Regions from separate parts of the Mus musculus genome. Here region 2 is linked to region 1. The links are chromatin contacts, called in public HiChIP or PLAC-seq maps. All regions are on one chromosome and are shown on one strand. The core of a region is the stretch at or near the end of the contact, and the rest is flanking DNA. Distances in the headings are between cores, read along the strand shown.

Region 1 (3,854 bases), core at 766-3,265:
TTCAGAATGTTAGAAAACATGAGAAATTGAGTGTGCCTGGGTCTCGTTCTCTTTCAGACACACACTTGCTGGAGGTGGCAAGAGCCTGTTCAAATGCAGACAATAGACTATCCAGATGGCAATCAGCTTAGGGTTAAAGTCCCACAAGTTATGACACTCTTTTCATACCCAGGACTTCTGCTCTTGACTCAACACCTAGAAATGACCCTACTCTCCCTGAGGCCACCACCAGCACAGGTAAAAACACTTGTCTCTGTGCCCCAAGGTGCTCAGTTGGTCACCAAGTGCAGAAAGTGCAGAGCAACAGACATTCACCCCCTGTGATCCAAACCTATAAAGAGGTGCCCCGCTCTACACAGTGCTGACTGGCTAGTAAGTCAGAGTAAGGCTTAGCTTACTCCATGACCTATCTTTTCAGAACACTACCTGGCATATGGTGTTGTCTGATACTGAACAAGTGTCTGCTAAAGTACAAAGGAGGCTTTTTCTCTGGTACACTGTAAGCAAAGTCTGAGGGCAAAGGAAATTTGGAAGAGAAGTGTGAAAGATGATTCTAGAAAACACAAGCTCAGGTGGGTGAGATGGCACACCATACAAAGGCACTTGCTACCAGGCCTAAGGACCTGAATTCAGGACCAGTAATCAATGGTGAAGAGACCCTACTCCAGCTTTCCCTCAGACCTCCCCCACTATGGCACATCTACCTACACACAAGGAAATAAACAAGTATAATAACTGTAAAAAGCTGGGTGTAGAAGTCGGGTATAGTGACACACGTCTTTAATCCCAGGAATCAGGAGGCAGAGGCAGGGGGATCTCTGAGTTTGAGGCCAGCTTGGTCTACAGAGTGAGTTCCAGGTCAGCCAGAGCTCTAAAAGAAACTGTCTTCAAAAACAAAATAAAGAGCCGGGCGTGGTGGCAAAGGCCTTTAATCCCAGCACTTGGGAGGCAGAGGCAGGCGGATTTCTGAGTTCGAGGCCCGCCTGGTCTGCAAAGTGAGTTCCAGGACAACCAGGGCTATACAGAGAAACCCTGTCTCGGAAAATCCACCCCCCCCCCCCCCGCCCAAAAAAAAAAAAAAAAAAAAAAACCCAAAAAACCAAAAACCAAAATAAAGAAACAAAGAGCTGAGTGTGATGGCACATAATTTAAATCCCAGCACTTGGGGGGCATAACTAAGTGGATCTCTGCATTTCAAACCATTAGTGAGATACTGTTTCAAACAAAATTATCAAACACATTTTCACACCCAGAGCCAGAAATGAAGAAAAACATCCTGTTTGATTTCTTCCTACTAAGTTGTTGACAGCAGTCTTAACTGACTACAACAAAACAAAACAAAATCCCCTTCAACGACATTCCAATTACTTATACAGGGAACGTTTGTCAACCAACTTGGCTAGAAACAGCGGGATCTACAGATGTAGCAATAATCATTGCCACTGGATGCTTGGCCACCAACGAAAGAGTAACGTGTTTTGAGGCAGCAGCAATTCCATCTCCTCCCACAGCATCGCCCACATAAAGGAAGAAAAAGTCACGTTTTCAAGTCCTGAGCTGGGAGCCACGGTCCGCCTTTAATGACATCAGAGACACTTTGCTGCCTGTCCCTTCTAAGGCCTAACCGGGCAAGGCAGTTGGGGTCCAATGCACCCTTAGTGGCTGGATTCGATAAGCCAGGGGTGGCCGGTGGTGCTGCAGCGCATGCAACCGGTTAGAGCAGCGGTTCGGAGCACAGCACGGAGCAAATCCGGTCCTGCATCTCACCAGCTAGGGGACCTCGGCTGGGCTCCGGACGCGGGCTCTCCACTCCAGCAATGTCGCGGCCACGCCACGCCTCGGTTTCCCCGTGCTGGCTGCCCTGCCCCTCCTGGACACAACGCCTGCTACCTGCCGCCCGCCAATCCTCACCTTCTAGGCATCCCTTCCAAACTTCACAGCTGGCATCATCGCCCGGGCGACCACACGCAGATCATGCTTCTAGCAGTCGCGGAAGTCAGTAGGCTTGCACCGGAAGTCCCACCCAGGCTGCGGCGCAGGGCATGCTAGGAGGTGTGCTGGGGGGCGGGGCCCTAGCGAGGCGTTCATCTTTCTCCAGGTTCCCTGGGCTGTGTACTTAGCTCCTGGTGTTCTGGGTTTGGATGAATGATCAGTGTGTCGTTAAGTACTTTCCCGTGTGTGTCGTCCTCGGAGCCCACAACCTGGGACCGCCAGAAATGGACATTCATTCACTAAGGATTATTCTGCCTGGCCAACACATCACAGAGCTGCTGGCTAAGTAGTGGGGGGGGGGGGGCGGGAGGGCGGGGAGGGGGGGGTCGGTCTCACTCTTATGAAACAAAATACCAATAATTATCCATTATTAATTTTTTGTTTGTTTGTTTTTTCGAGACAGGGTTTCTCTGTATAGCCCAGGCTGTCCTGGAACTCACTTTGTAGACCAGGCTGGCCTTGAACTCAGAGATCTGCCTGCCTCTGCCTCTCCAGTGCTGGGATTAAAGGCGTGAGCCACCATGCCCGGCCCATTATTAATTCTTTTTTTTTTTAATTAGGTATTTTCCTCATTTACATTTCCAATACTATCCAAAAAGTCCCCAATACACTCCCCCCCACTCCCCTACCCACCCACTCCCCCTTTTTGGCCCTGGCGTTCCCCTGTACTGGGGCATATAAAGTTTGCAAGTCCAATGGGCCTCTCTTTCCAGTGATGGCCGACTAGGCCATCTTTTGATACATATGCAGCTAGAGTCAAGAGCTCCGGGGTACTGGTTAGTTCATAATGTTGTTCCACCTATAGGGTTGCAGATCCCTTTAGCTCCTTGGGTACTTTCTCTCCATTATTAATTCTTAACAGCTTCCTTAATTCTACTCTCCCTAGGCAGCTGGGTCCTCCTAGTGCCTAATAATGCCTGTGAGTAGGAGAAGCATGGCAGTGGCTTGAGGCTCAAGGCTGGTGAAAACCAAGCCTGGCGACTGGCCAGTTTGTGGGACCTGGGAAGGGCCTTGGTCTTATGGAGAACTGACTACAAGCTAGAAGTCACCTGCAACACTACTGGAGTGGGTACAGAATCATGAAATCAAAGAGTAATAGTGCATCCCTTTAATCCAACATTCAGGAAGCAGAGGTAGGTGTAACTCTGTGAGTTCAAATCCAGCCTGATATACAACAAAGCAAGTTTCAGAACTATATAGACACTGTCTCAAAAAAGAAAATAAGAGTCATATCAAGTCTGGCCCAGAGTTGGGTTTGGCCAGAGGGAGTCTGGGGCATTAAAGGAAACCTGTAGGTTCCTGGTGTAGGAACTTGTGTGGGGCAAGCCTGGTAAGAACTATCAGGCAAATTTCCCTGGGGTACTGTTGTTTCTTGAGACAGTCTATGTAGAACAGACTGATTGAGAACTGGGATCGTCTTTGTTCCTGGTACTCTGAATAAAGGCATGTACCACCATGCTCTATGGTGCTTGTACAACTTTAGGAACACTTCATACGTAAATTGAGAGTAGTGTAGTTGTGCAGCTCTCATCCGGTTCACTTGCAGTGGTGGAGAAAGGCTGACGGTTCCTCTTGATGGCAGCTCTGACTCAAGCCTTGTGAGCAGAGGGAACACTAGCCTGGTCTTCCTTTGTGTCCCGCCACCTTGCACTGCGATCTGCTCTGGGGGTGGGGACAGCTTCTAAAAAGCTGTGAGTTAAAGGGCCCAGTGGTTTAGTTGCTAGGCGTCCATCCACCCAGCCTTAGTGTGAAGCTAGGATGTGGCTCATCCGGCATGTTGATGTAGTGGCTCTGTGATATGTTGGGATATGTATGTGATATGTTGTGATATGTATGTGATATGTTGTGATATGTTGATGTAG
Region 2 (3,854 bases), core at 563-3,062, 180 kb after region 1:
AAAGAAAGGAAGGAAGAAAGGAAGGGAGGGAGGGAGGGAGGGAGGAAGGAAGGAAGGAAGGAAGGAAGGAAGGAAGGAAGGAAGAAAAAAGACAGAAAGAGAAAAGAAAGCCAAACTAGCAAAAGCAACTCTATTAATACTATAAGTAAAACATTTTCTTACCTCCAAAGGTTACTTTTCTACCTTGTTTTAAAAGAAATTAAGATAATTCATGTGACGCTATAAGAGGGAGCCCACCCCTGATATTGTTAATGATTTTTGGCTATAGTTGCAGACAGAGCCTAGCATAACTGTCATCAGAGAGGTTTCACCCAGAAACTGATGGAAACAGATGCAGAGACCCACAGTCAAACATTAGGTAGAGCTCAGGGAATCATGTGGAAGAGGGAGAGGAAGGATTGTGGGAGCCAGGAGGGTCAAGGGCACCACAAGAAAACCCACAGAATCAACTAACATGAGCCCATAGGGGCTCACAGAGACTGAACCAAGGAGCCTGCATGGGACTGACCTAGGCCCTCTGCAAATATGTAACAGTTGTGTATCTTGGTGTTCATGTGCTCCTAACAGTGGGAGCAGGGCTGTCTTTGAGACCCTTTCCCCCTACTGGGCTACCTCATCTGACCTCTTAGGAGAGAATGCTCCTAGTCTTACTGCGACTTGATACACCAGGGCTGTTTGATAACCATGGGAGGAGGAGGAGATGAGGGAGTGGGGAGGCCTGAAAGGAGAGGACAGAGGGACATTTCAGTAGGAGTGTAAATTTAATTAATTAATTAATACGATAATTCATGTGCTTTGCATGTTTGTTGGGTCATGTGACCTAGGTCTGGCTAGGCATGTTGAATGTCGGAGATCAGAGAGATCCATCAGGATATAAGGGCAAGAGGTTGAGGGTAAGCGGAGTAACAGAGAACAGAGAGGCCCAGGGTCCTTTGTGAGTCTAAGCCCAGGGTCTGGGCTGAACCTCAGAGCTGGTCAGACTGGATGAGAAGGGCTGGGGACAGTGAGGAACTGAGCCACCTGGGGCTGCTTGCCCAGCAACCAAGGTCAGCTTCAAGTCACCTCTCCACTTCACTTGTGAATAACAGCTCTTCCCATCCCGAGGGAGCCTGTGGCCACCAGACACCTGCTTTCTCCCTGTTCCCACAGTTCTTGCCTTCCCTCCACAGTCTGTCTTGGTACCTTATTGGGGCTCGCCAGACTCCATTGGCTTCTAAAGGCTCTCGGGGACACTGAGGCATGCCACCCAGGCTACAGTCCCAGGGCTATAGACCTGCTTTCAGTACTGTGAATGCCAGGTGTGCAGCTGGAAGCCTGCAGCCAGACACCCTGAAGTTAGGTTAGTATCCTGAAACCTAGACACCACAGATCTCTGGACAAAGCCTGTAGGCTGCCCTCCCCAGCCTTTGTACCCGAGTGCAGAGTACAGAGCCCTAAAGGGCCTTCAAGTGCTGTGAGGGTGGACACTGCACCGTGCCTCTACTTAACAGAGCTCCGTGTGCAGGCTCAGGTGTGACCTGCCTCTTGTAGGGACCCTGGAGACTGAGGTCCTCACTGGATACTGCACCCACCCACTGCCCGTCCTGTACCCTGGTTTCTCTGACAACCCAGTTACCTGTTGCTGGGGGTCAGACGTGTCTGTTGCCAGGGCCAGGGATGGAGCTGAGCAGAGGCAGTAAGGCAGAACAGGGATGTCCCAGCCCACTCTTCTGGACACACAAAGGCCTGCTGACCATCCATATGCTGCTGCTTTGATTTGTTGGGGCGGGGGCTGGAATTGGCTGACATGCTCCAACCTATCGACCTTGGCACAATGGAGCACCCTGCAGGCAGGCTTGCGTATCCTTGTGCCCCATTACCTTCTCAGAGCCCCTTCAACTGGGCTACAAGCATCCCAGCTGCTGCAAGCCAAAGGAGTTATTACTCAGCACTCATGCTTTGCTGGCTGAACAAGAGGTGTTCGGTGAGGGGCTAACGAGGGGATGTCAGGGAATGGAAACTGAGAGCAGCATCAGCCCCAGAGGATGAAGCATGGCTTCCTGCTGGCCTCAGGAGCTCCAACACAAATGCCTTGTCTTCATCTGTGTCTGCCTTGCCAAAGTCCTCTCCAGTCCACAGTAGCACTAGTATGGACCCACCTGTGGTCCTGTGCTGACTTCCAGTCAGGACCGTCAAGTTCCTCGTCTCTGAGAATGGGGAGCTCCCATCTGAGGGGAGGTTGCAGAGGAGGCCTGGACTAAGAGTGGGGAACCCTCCTTGCCTCTTTTAGGAGAGCTTCCTCCTTCTCCTCCCCTCAAACTTGTCTTTACCCCTCCCCCACAAACCTTCCTAGTCTTCAAGCAGCTGGTATCCCTTGGTAGGCCATGAGGATACTGAAGGGTTTTCGGAGGCCTGGATATTGATGGCCATTGGGTCTAGGGTGGGAGAGAAGCTGAGGAAGGTACAGGGTCCAGACAAACTGTGGGTACCTGGAAGAGTGGGATCACACATACCTATGTACACAGGCTACATCCATGACCGTTTCTAAAGCCACATTGTCCCCTTGTGGTCACCTTGTGGTTCTGCATCATCTGGGATTCCTCCCAGACCAGAAGTGAAATAAATACGAGGTGCTCAGAGCAGGCTGGCAAGAACTCTGGCCACTTGGGGTTTACAGGGACGGAGGAAGGGAAGGAGCTGGGGAGCCCCTTGCTCTAAACACTGTGGTTTGAACTCAGAGCCTGTGTTTTTGACCTGGAAACCTACACTTCCCTCATCCACCCCAGGGTTGGAAGGAGAGGACTCAGGACCTCTCCAGAGAAGCAGGGCCAGGGCCAACAGGGGTAGGTAGGGACCTGCTCCTCCCCACGATCCAGGCCGGTGGGGAAGGAATGGCAGGGCTGCCACCTCCAAGGACTGCAGACGAGGAGATTGCATACCAATAAAGCAGAAAGAAAACAAGTAGATAGAACTGAGATTAGAATGGACCAAGAGGGAGCTGGGGAGGGGAGGACCGGAGTTTACATCCCAGAACCAGCATGGCAGCTCACAGCTGCCTGTGACTCCAGTTCCAGGGACCCAGCACCTCTCATACAGACAGACATGCAGGCAAAACACCAATGCATATAGAAATGAACGAGTTTTTAAAAAATAAATAAATAAATAAATAAATAAATAAATAAATAAATAAATAAAATGGACTAACAAGCAAGTCAATGTAACACAGTTAAATCTGGACAGACTTGTAAAAAGATAGCTCTCAGAATAAACCAAGGAAGAGACATACTCCACCAAAGTCAGGCTCCAAAGATGGAGCGTTGGCTCACACTCAACAAGCACCAGGAAAGCAGTGTTTCAGTCAGGAGCCACTTTGGGGTCAGCACTCGGGAGGAAAGGGCGAGAGGAGAGCCCATGGTTAGCCCAGGGGCATCATGAGATGGGGAGAGAAAGTGGAAACAGGGAAAATAATGTGTTAGAGTTCTGAAATACCTGATGATCAAAAATTTGGCAACTCAGATGACATAAAAATTCCTCGAAGGACAAAAGTCACTAACACAAGAAGAAAAGCAACAGAAAAATCCTGCACCTACGAAAGTTCAATTTATAATCAAACTTGGTACACTGCCTGCCTGGCACGCATGAAGCACTAGGTTTGATTCCCAGTGCCACATAACACAAAACCAAAACCAAAACAAGCAGAGGACAGGGTGAGATGGCTCAGGCTAAAGGTGCTTGCCACCAAGATCTAGGATCTATGTCTAACACAGTGGGAAGGATCCTGTTCCATCCCTGAGACCCACAGGTTCTCAGGAAAATTAGAACTGACTCCCAGAAGTTGTCCTCTGACCTCCATATGAGCATGATCTCACACACGC

What was found. HiChIP or PLAC-seq counts read pairs in DNA pulled down with a chosen protein or histone mark.
Region 2: a contact with region 1 is called in an H3K4me3 HiChIP or PLAC-seq map of bone marrow-derived macrophages, with 4 times the contacts expected there. The contact joins the enhancer-like site here to the promoter of Snapc4 in region 1. A contact is called at or near these places in 25 of 39 promoter capture datasets (the 3T3-L1 cell line, 3T3-L1-derived adipocytes, the C10 cell line and 16 more), 2 of 15 datasets of contacts at CTCF or cohesin (large pre-B cells and pro-B cells), 11 of 484 Hi-C or Micro-C datasets (the 3T3-L1 cell line, the AML12 cell line, the N1E-115 cell line and 6 more), 28 of 115 datasets of contacts at active chromatin or transcription factors (the 230-238 cell line, the HPC-7 cell line, the NIH/3T3 cell line and 16 more) and 3 of 9 other capture datasets (adipose tissue, liver and pancreatic islet).

What each region holds. Positions count from the first base shown.
Region 1 is chr2:26,378,638-26,382,491 of GRCm38.p6, forward strand. Snapc4 (small nuclear RNA activating complex, polypeptide 4) reads right to left here and starts at 2,016. Exons shown (of 23, transcript NM_172339.4): 1 at 1,912-2,016.
Region 2 is chr2:26,559,294-26,563,147 of GRCm38.p6, forward strand. No RefSeq gene overlaps it. Among named protein-coding and RNA genes, the nearest start is that of Gm36171, 6.0 kb to the left of the region's middle. Within about 2 kb of position 1,813, at least 11 of the 459 cell types and tissues checked have an H3K27ac peak or open chromatin away from gene starts, as enhancers often do. A contact at or near this core is called in the SCID.adh cell line, bone marrow-derived macrophages and pancreatic cancer cells, where this site is marked.